Linked DNA regions of Mus musculus: region 1 is linked to region 2. Evidence: chromatin contacts called from public HiChIP or PLAC-seq data. All regions are on one chromosome and are shown on one strand. The core of a region is the stretch at or near the end of the contact, and the rest is flanking DNA. Distances in the headings are between cores, read along the strand shown.

Region 1 (4,343 bases), core at 547-3,046, 200 kb after region 2:
AGGGGGAATACCCTCACAGAAGCTGGGGGAGGGGTATGGAATAGGGGGTTTCAGGCAGGGGAGGAAACTGGGAAAGGGGAGAACATTTGAAATGTAAATAAAGAAAAGATCGAGGACTGGAGGGATGGCTCATTGGTTAACAGCACTGACTGCTCTTCCAGAAGTCCTGAGTTCAATTCCCAGTAACCACATGGTGGCTCACAACCATCTGTAATGGGATCTGAGGCACTCTTCTGGTGTATCTGAAGATAGCTACAGCGTACTCATATAAATAAAAAATAAATCTTAAAAAAAAAGAAAATATCCGATAAAAAACGTTAAATGACAAAAAAAGAGAATTATAATGTAAAACACCAAAAGTCGTATGTGGCCATGGAAGACATTTTTGCTTCTTTTCTGTTAGAAGAGAGCTATATGGAATGTTTCCAGCCTTAGGCAAGTCCCTGGTATGATGTACTGTGATTCTATAGGCAAGACTGTGCACTGTAGCCTGTAACGTTTGGGAGGAGCGCAGGCCTCCAGTGCTGGACTCAAGAGCTGCGTTGTCTTTTCCTACTGCTCTTTGAAACACAGGGAATAATGTATACCCAGAGCAAGCTGCTACACAATCTGCTCCTTAGTTAGGAAAATGAAAAACATTGACAAACACCTATGATGAAGCCCACTACTTTGTTTGCTAAGCAAAAAAAAAAAAATAAATAAATAAAGCAAAAGCCAAATGTCTAAAGACTTGTTAAAAAAAAACAACTCCAAAACCGAAACCCAACCCAAACAACAGCTTTCTTCTGCAAGAGAATATCCTCTCCATTTTTTTTAAATCCCCAAAGTGTGGATATATGTGTGTGTGAGTGTGTGTGTGTGTGTGTGTGTGTGTGTGTGTGCGCGCGTGTGTATACAGAAACTAGGATGGTTTGTTCATGTGTGAAATCCACAAACCACCTTGTCTTTCTTTATGCTTCTGTATCACATCAAAGTTTGAAAGAAACTAAACCTTTGTTCTTGGTAAATCCATGTCACAGGGTGAGTCAGACCTTCCATAGTGGTGACTTTTTAACATCTCTTCATGTCAAATTATAGCGAATGCTTGGAATTTACTGTTTTACTTTCAATTGGGCCGATCTTAATATCGAGTGGCCAAAAGGCAGAGACAGGAAGACACTTCCTCCTGAAACCCCCAAGTCATTTAATCTTGCTGCTTAGTTATTCTCATTTATAACAAGACAAAATAGTAACTACCACAAGCCAAGTAACACCATCCTCTGGGCTTAAAAAGGACTTCTCTGTAATTAGAGAAACTGAAGCAGAAGCCCCCACTAGCCCTTTTTTTTTCCTTGGGGAGTTTGCAGGACAACTGCATCCCTGAGGTTTCTTTCTGTATTTGGGCTGGGAAGGCCGAGCAGAGGAAAAGCTGTTACGTGTAGAAAGCCACCTGCCCTTTAATAGTGAGAGAGGCTGGGTGAAACAGCAACTGACCCTGGGACATTCTCCCAGGTTCTGATTTTGTTTGGAGACCAATACAAAAGCTCCCAGGTTACGAAGTTCTCTGTGCACCTTACTGTAACACTCTCTCTCTAAGAAGATCAAAACATTTCAAATAATGACATTTAATGACTGCTTGCCGTAAAAAGCTGAGTCAGTTTGCCTTATGTTTTTCTCTAGTTAAGAAAAATTTGTAGATTCAAAACCAACATTTTCATTTTGAGAGGAAAAAAAAATGTCACCCAGAAGCAGCAGGGAGTAGCCCTGCTTCTGCGCATTAATTTATGTGTGGCTAAAGTTCAACTTTCTCAGTATGCCATGATCTCAGCACAATTGGCCAGACTCCATGGTGGACGATCAGCTCTGTCTTAGTAGGGCAGATTTGTTCTGGGAATCTGTGAGCCAAGTTTGCTGTTTTACACAGAAGTGGTCAGACCTGCTAGGCTTGCGAGAAGACTTGCCTAGCAGGTTCTGGGCTGAGATCACTCAGCTCATTTTAAAAGGGCTTGGTTGGGAGAAGTCAAGAGTAGTGGTTTGCCTCCTCAGTTGTTGGAGGGGAAACCAGGAAAGGGGATAACATTTGAAATGTAAATAAAGAAAAAAACCCGTCAGACACTCATAGATACACTATATTAATAAATAAGCTGTACATAAAGGACAAATTTTCCACCAATGTCATCTTTTGTAATAAAATATATTGCTGAGGCCTTCAGTCTTAGTTAAGCATTAAGGGTAAGAACTAATGCTCTTTTCTATACGTTTATATTGCTGCTCAATGATAGATTATATTTGCAAAAATTTGAGCTTCTGGGAAGGCCATTATGAATTGATTTCCAAAGCTTAGGAATAAACTGTTTAAATTACAAAAAGGAAGAAAAGAAAAGAAAGAATAAATGGTTCAACTTTGAATAGCTGAAGTTATTTTTCTTATTTTCTCCTCCAAATACCATCTACCATCTCTCTAGGAGCTGAAACCTTCAATCACAAAGTTATTCATTCATTCACCAAGTATTTGCTGAATATCAGCATTGCTTCAGAAACGGACGGGTCACTAGAGGTAGGGTAGTGAACAGTACATTTTCTGCCTTGGTGGTCTCGTATACCAAATATTTATAATATTCACAAAAATGTTATAATTCACAGATGTCAGCAATTCATATCATTAGTTCCTGTCTCTAAAAAGCAGAAAGTACATAACTGCTCTTGGAAAGGGCTGGCAGAGAATGGCTGTAGACATCCCAGCATATCACATTGATGAATTTATGAAATCTGGTCCATGCCTCAGCAGGCATTCGTCTGCCCACTGTGCCCAGGCGCTACGTTGCCCTCCGGCCACCAATGCAGGGCTCCGGGAGTACGAGTCCAGCAGGTCTCAGTCTATACTGTCTTCAGGCAAGTACTCAGACCCAGTAGCGATGTCCAACACTGACAGTGATGTTAACCTTGGCCCTGTTCTGTTAGAGAAAGTTTATGATGACTTTGAATCCTTTTCCCCAAAGCTCTGATGTTTCTGCAAGAGTGACCTGAATTCTTTTTCTTTTACATAACTGTGCAAGAACCATTACGTTTAAACTCTACTATTCAGTTCTGTTCATAAAATACATGATTTGGTAACACATGGCCACAGTTACGGAATGCGCACATGCTTTGACAGTCGATGGGTTTTGTGATCCTCCTAGTAATATGCTGTCATTTTGAAGTGATTGATCACAATACTTTTATATAGGAGTTGTAATTCTTTTTTTCCCCTTAAGGTCATTTTCTTCGTTATAGTTGTAAGGGACTATAGAGTTCATATTTTGTATTTGAAAATTTAAATTACTTATAGAAATAACATTCATATCAATCACTTAAGAATTTTTTTTAACATTACTATACCTTTTATATTGTATGGAGTGATTGTGAACATTTTCTTTTTGCAATTAAGAGTCTTGTTTTCATGAATTTTCAGCCACAGAACAAGCTGTCTCTTAGATTTTCTCCCCCTTTCAAAGTAAGATAACATCAACATTAGTAAATTGTGTATAAATTTACTTTAAGGCTTTTCCACATTTGCTGTCTTTATATGTGTTTCTCTATCAAGAACTGTCTGAATAAAGGGGCTGTTCTGATTGTAGAATTATGTCTACTGTGTGTGTGTGTAGTATTTGATTGTCTATAAATGTATGTAGTATTCAAAGTTGGGCACCTAATATACTGACTCAGATGAAAACTGGATTTGCCTTCAAAGCATACAGTCCAGCAAGTGAGAGATTTGAGTTTTACAATGTGACCCTACTTCTTTCTCCTTGGCTTGTGAAAGCTGTTTTTTATGTTTTCTTTCATTGTTTCCCAAACGTCCGTTACCCATGTGTCATACTCATGGCTTTCGGACTATTTGCATGCCGCCTACGCTGTTAAGCGTTTGGAAATGTGCTATTATTTTAAACTTAGTTGAGTTTGTTTGATAGCAGAAACAAGGCCGTTGAATTCCTAGGTTGATGCCCTGGCTATAACATTTTCAAATAAAGAGACTTTAATGTCAATATTTGACTACTAAGTCATCCGTGTCCAGGTCTTGGCATCAGTGTTTTACACACCATAGGGAGACTCTACCTGTGAATTCTCCCTGGGAGTGAGGCTAGGGAGGGCAGTACACAACTCACTTTATCTCCTTTTTACAGCTCCTCTCACAGAGACACGAGGCAGAGGGCAGGGAAGTGAGGACTGGGTAACTGTAAGCAACACGTGATGGGATGTTTTCAGATTAATTCTCTTTTCTTTAGTCAGCTGATATTTCCTACCTGATTAGCATATTAATAAAAATAGTTCTTGAGGGTGAAAGAGTAAGGATGAGACATGTAATGAGACATGTTTGCTGTTTA
Region 2 (4,824 bases), core at 111-2,610:
TGCTGATTTATTTGATGGTAGATGTAAGTGAATACACTTTATTTGGGCTGAGTCAGGGGTTCTCTATCTTTTGTGGAAAAGGAGTACCCAGGAAGGGAAGACAACATTATTGGCTGAAGACTCGGGGCTATCTGGATTCCTCACTAGCATGGAGAACTCCAGATGTTATGCCCAAGGTCCTCAGTTAGGTGTCCTGGTTACCTGTTCTAGAACAAGGAGCAGCTGTACCCTACTGGTCTCAGGTCTCTGAGGTCCTCCAGATCTGAGCTCAATCAACCTTGCCTTTTTTTTTTTTTTTTTTGGGGGGGGGGGGGGGTGTTGGTTTGGGTTTTTTTTTTTTTTTTTTTTTTTTTTTTTTTATCTGCATTTATTTTATGTTGAATTTATTCCCATGCCATGAGATTTTGTTTCTTCAGTTTTTTCTGGGATATCTCTTTCTTCTATACAACCTCCTCTTCGGGCTTTGGAACGATCTGTTCCTTCACAATGAGGATCATCTCAGTGTGGCTAGGGAGCTCATGTATGGGTTAATCGAGCCATGAGCTCTGCTCTATAGGTTCGTCGGTGTGTCTTAAGTTCCTTGTTCACCTGGATATGTTGAATAACTAGACAATCTACATCGAAACCGGAAGTTCAGCATTACTTTATGCATTTTAAAGCATGTGCAGCAAAAATTTAGCACTCTTTCCAGAATGGCACACATTGCTTCTTTAAAGTGACATCCTTCAGCCTCTTGGTGGCTTTGCCGCTATGAGGCTATGCATACCCTTGCTGTCCTGGGCAATTTCTCAGATGTTCTTAAACTGAATGAAGGTTTGAAACTCTAGATTTGCATGATTTTGTCGGATGTTCTGCGGCAAGAGAGTAGCAAACCATCTTCACAGGTCACGCCTGGCCGCTTACAGGAAAAGGCCTTGCCAGTTCCTTATAACTGGTAGCACGGTCCTATGTACTGTACATTCCTGTGGGTAGGGACATTTCTCTTTCATCCTGCCACCTGTGGGGGTGGGCAGCTGACACAGAGGAGTCGATGTAACTTCCCTCCTGACTCTGGCTTTGCTATGTGGATAAAGAGAGCTTAGCTGTTCTCAGGGCTCCAGTTGGACTTTTAGATGGTGAATTTTTTACATGCTTTGATCCCAGCATCTTCTGATCTTCAGTGTCACTTTGCCACTTATAGATAAAGCAGCAAGTGTATGGACCCCCAGCTGCTTGCTAAGGGGTCTACAGTTACTTCCTCACCAAATGCTAACAGTTCTTTTTACAAATATCTTTGATTATGCAGTGGCCTCTCAACCGCACAGGATCTATGATGAGGTGCCTCATGAAGTCAGAGACGAGAGATAGATGCCTCCTCCCTGCTGTGGTTTGGCACGGGCCTTGTGTAAACAGGCCAGATTCTAAGAAGAGCCTTGGCCGAGTTTAGAAGCATAGTTGTTTGGATTGCTTAGCCTTTCTCTTGTTACTTATCAGCTTTGTAGCTTATACTTACTTCTTAAAGGTTCGTTGTAGAGTGTTGCATAGGGGGCCTTCTCCTGGGGGACTCTGCTGGCTTCTCCCCAATGTTGACACACTCTATTGTCTCTTCCTGAATTTCTGGGCACACCTGGTCCCTCCATTTAACACCATGACCAAAAGGCAGGTTGTGGAGGAAAAGGTTTATTTAGATTACACATTTAGATAATAATTCATCTTTGGAGGAGATTGGGACAAGAATTCAAGCAGGGCTGGAACTTGGAGGCAGAAGCTGATGCAGGGTCACGGAGGGGCGCTGCTTACTTCCTTGCTCTTCATGGCTTGCTCAGCCTGCTTTCTTTTAGAACCCAGGATCACCACCAGCCCACCTACCGTGGACTGGGCCTTCCCCACGATTAGTGAGGGGAAAAATTGAGAAATTGCTTTGCAGCTGGACCTCATGGATGCATTTTCTCAACTGAGGCACTGATGAATCTAACTTGGGTCAAGTTGACACACAAAACCCACCAGTACAGATACTATTTTAGATCCTGTTGTTTGGGTAGAGGAAATGTAATACAGCCATCCCATTCGAGAGGCTGAGGTCCCAGGGGCAGGGACTTCCGGCAATGTCTTCATGTATCCTTTCTTCCTGTGCCATCAATATCTGCTGCATCACTGAAGTCATTGATTGGACAGGAAGGAAGGATATATGTAGAAATTGTGGGTGTGAGTCTTTATTTTAAACTTAAAACAAAATTCATAGAGACAGAGTAACTTCTGTGACTCAAAATACCAGGTCAAGCAATGCCTGCCCTTCAGTATCCTTACCTGTTAATGTAAGAGTTCTGCGGGTATTGGGTTCTGATATGTTCCTTCTCAAGCTTTTTGGTTGGTTGGTTGTTTTTTTTTTTTTTTTCCCAGCTTGTCCTCTTGCAGGAAGAATAGGAGAGGCCTGGGTTTGCTCTCGCTCTGACTCATCAGGAAAGTCCCGCACTAAATACATGGGCTGATATGATAGATGATGCCTATGTATTTCACCCTCCTCCTCCTAGAGACACAGCCCTACCTTGGGCTTCCCCGGTGATGTCATCGTTGAAGGCTGAGGTCTTGTAGGGGTGTGCTCTGGTGTCCACACAGGTCTTCTTTCATCTTGAGTGTGTCCACTAGAGTCTAACGGTTAGAAACGGACTCCTGAGCGAGATGACTTGCACCTGGGACCTCACCCCTGAGGAGTGCACAGTAGGGCCATTGTTTGAGGGTAGTTCTGGATACCCAGATTACATAATGACAGCACCCTGTCTAAAACAGGAAGGGAAGGCACGGAGACCCATGATGCAGAGTTTCCCAGGGGCCTTTGCTCCGTCCCACCCCTCTGAGAGGCAAGTGTGGACAGGACAGGACCATCCTGTTTCTCTGGCTTCTTGTGTGTGTCCTCACTCTGCTGAGAAAGTCATCTTCAATGTTATAAAGAAGCAGATACTACTGGGCATACACTCACTGCATGCCTCTGCCCTCCCTTCCATCTATAACTTGTGTCCGAGTTTTCCTTTTGTATCTAGCAAAGTCAACAACCCCCAAGAAGTAGTTTGTCCTTGGAGTCTGCTCTGGAATCTAGTTTCGTTAGAGCTCTTCACAGTCTCACCACATTCCTGTTGTAACAACTGAGCTGTGGAGCTGAGTGCCATGGTCAGTTAATGGCAGGCACTCCGTGATCATCCTCTGATTGATGCTTGAGAAGACCTAGGGACAGAGATGCTGCTACATACTAGCAAGTGGACCCAAACTCAGGTGATTCGAGCCTGTCCCCTCAGCTCCCGCTCTCCCGCCCCAGTGAGATGGCTCAGATTTTGTAACTGTCTTCTGGCACTTACTCGTTTGTAACACTGCCACACCCTCAGTGAGCCTGGCTGGAGCCACCTGTCCCTCTTCTGTCTCTGAGTCTCCATCACAACATCTTGTTCCGTGTGCATGCTCAAGCCTACCTTCTCTCCCTGCAAGCATTCTGGACAGTTCTCCCCCTTTCCACCTGACAGCCCCTTTAGCTGCTTTCTATAGCTTCCTGTAAATAAGACATGAACTGGCCACAAGTGATGTCTAGGGGGCTGTCCTCTGGGCTTTGGAAAGCAGAAGTTAAACTGGCAGAAATGATGTTCTGATTAGCTATTCTCATAGACTGACTCAGCCCTTCCTATAACTTGGTGTAAATTGTTCCAACTTGTGGATACGTGCTTTGTTAACTCTTGCCACTTTTCTAGGAATGGTTTCTGTTTTGAGGTTTTTTTGGGGAGGTTGGTTTTTTTTGAGACAGGGTTTCTCTGTGTAGCCCGCTGGCCTTGAACTCAGAAATCCACCTGCCTCTGCCTCCTGAGTGCTGGGATTAAAGGCGTGCACCACCACGCCCAGCTCTAGGAATGGTTTCTCACATAAGTTCATATTTAGAAAGCCCCGAAACTTTGCTTGTTTCTCTTTTTCCAAGTGAATGTGAGTGATTATGATGCAATAGACAGGAAGACAAGTTAGCTGTGAATAATTCAGGAGTGAAAGAAAATGTCACATTCCACTCTTAGGAACTGGCAATTTCTTAAATATAACTATTGCTGTTCAAAGTGGACATTTTTAAAAAGGTCATCTGACCCACTAGTGGAATTTAAAATGCTAAAGCTTTTCTAGCCAACTTTTTTCCATTTACAGTTTACAATCCTAAGCATAAAAGCACACAGTGGTACTTTTTCCTGCATATAGTATATCTATGTGTGGCTATTGTTTCCCCGGTAAACAGATAAAACCACTTACATCAACCTGGAACAAGTTGGAACACTTGGGAACCAATAACAGCATTAGTAAATGTTACTGTCCCTTTTTACACACAGACAGACTGAGATTCTAGGACTGTCTCTTTCAGAGTCTTGAGCAAAGGCTTCATTGATGCAGTGTTGAAATCCTAACCCTTAAGGGAACGAGGTCAGATTTGTTCCTGCAACTCCCATCAGAGTTAAGATTTCTGTGATTGTCATTTTTGTATTGTTTTTTTTTTTCTTTTTTGAAGATTTTTTTTAAAAGAATCATTTATTGTATTTTATGGATATGAACTTTGCCTGTGTGTATGTGTGTGCACTGCATCTGTGCGGTCAGAAAAATGTGTTAAATCTCTTGGAACTAGAGTTGTAGATGGTTATGAGCTACCATGTGATGCTAGGAACCAAACTCAGGTCTTCTGTAACCAACAAGTACTTTAAACACTCCCAAGAATCATGTTTGTTCTTATGTTGCCTAGTGTACTGTTAGCAAGATCTCATTAGCAGACTATAAGGAGGAATAACGAAGCCTCTTCATTGAACAGTCTCATCACTGAGGTTTAAACATCCA

The links. HiChIP or PLAC-seq counts read pairs in DNA pulled down with a chosen protein or histone mark.
Region 1: a contact with region 2 is called in a FOXA1 HiChIP or PLAC-seq map of pancreatic cancer cells. The contact joins two enhancer-like sites. A contact is called at or near these places in 5 of 484 Hi-C or Micro-C datasets (Sertoli cells, bone marrow-derived macrophages, cortical neurons and 1 more), 2 of 115 datasets of contacts at active chromatin or transcription factors (CD8 T cells and pancreatic cancer cells) and 1 of 9 other capture datasets (bone marrow-derived macrophages).

What each region holds. Positions count from the first base shown.
Region 1 is chr4:89,358,680-89,363,022 of GRCm38.p6, forward strand. All of the region lies in intron 2 of Gm12610 (predicted gene 12610), which reads left to right. Among named protein-coding and RNA genes, the nearest start is that of Cdkn2b, 50 kb to the left of the region's middle. Within about 2 kb of position 1,797, at least 50 of the 459 cell types and tissues checked have an H3K27ac peak or open chromatin away from gene starts, as enhancers often do. A contact at or near this core is called in pancreatic cancer cells, where this site is marked.
Region 2 is chr4:89,161,316-89,166,139 of GRCm38.p6, forward strand. All of the region lies in intron 4 of Mtap (methylthioadenosine phosphorylase), which reads left to right. It also overlaps the pseudogene Gm12607. Among named protein-coding and RNA genes, the nearest start is that of Gm26490, 19 kb to the right of the region's middle. Within about 2 kb of position 1,361, at least 66 of the 459 cell types and tissues checked have an H3K27ac peak or open chromatin away from gene starts, as enhancers often do. A contact at or near this core is called in pancreatic cancer cells, where this site is marked.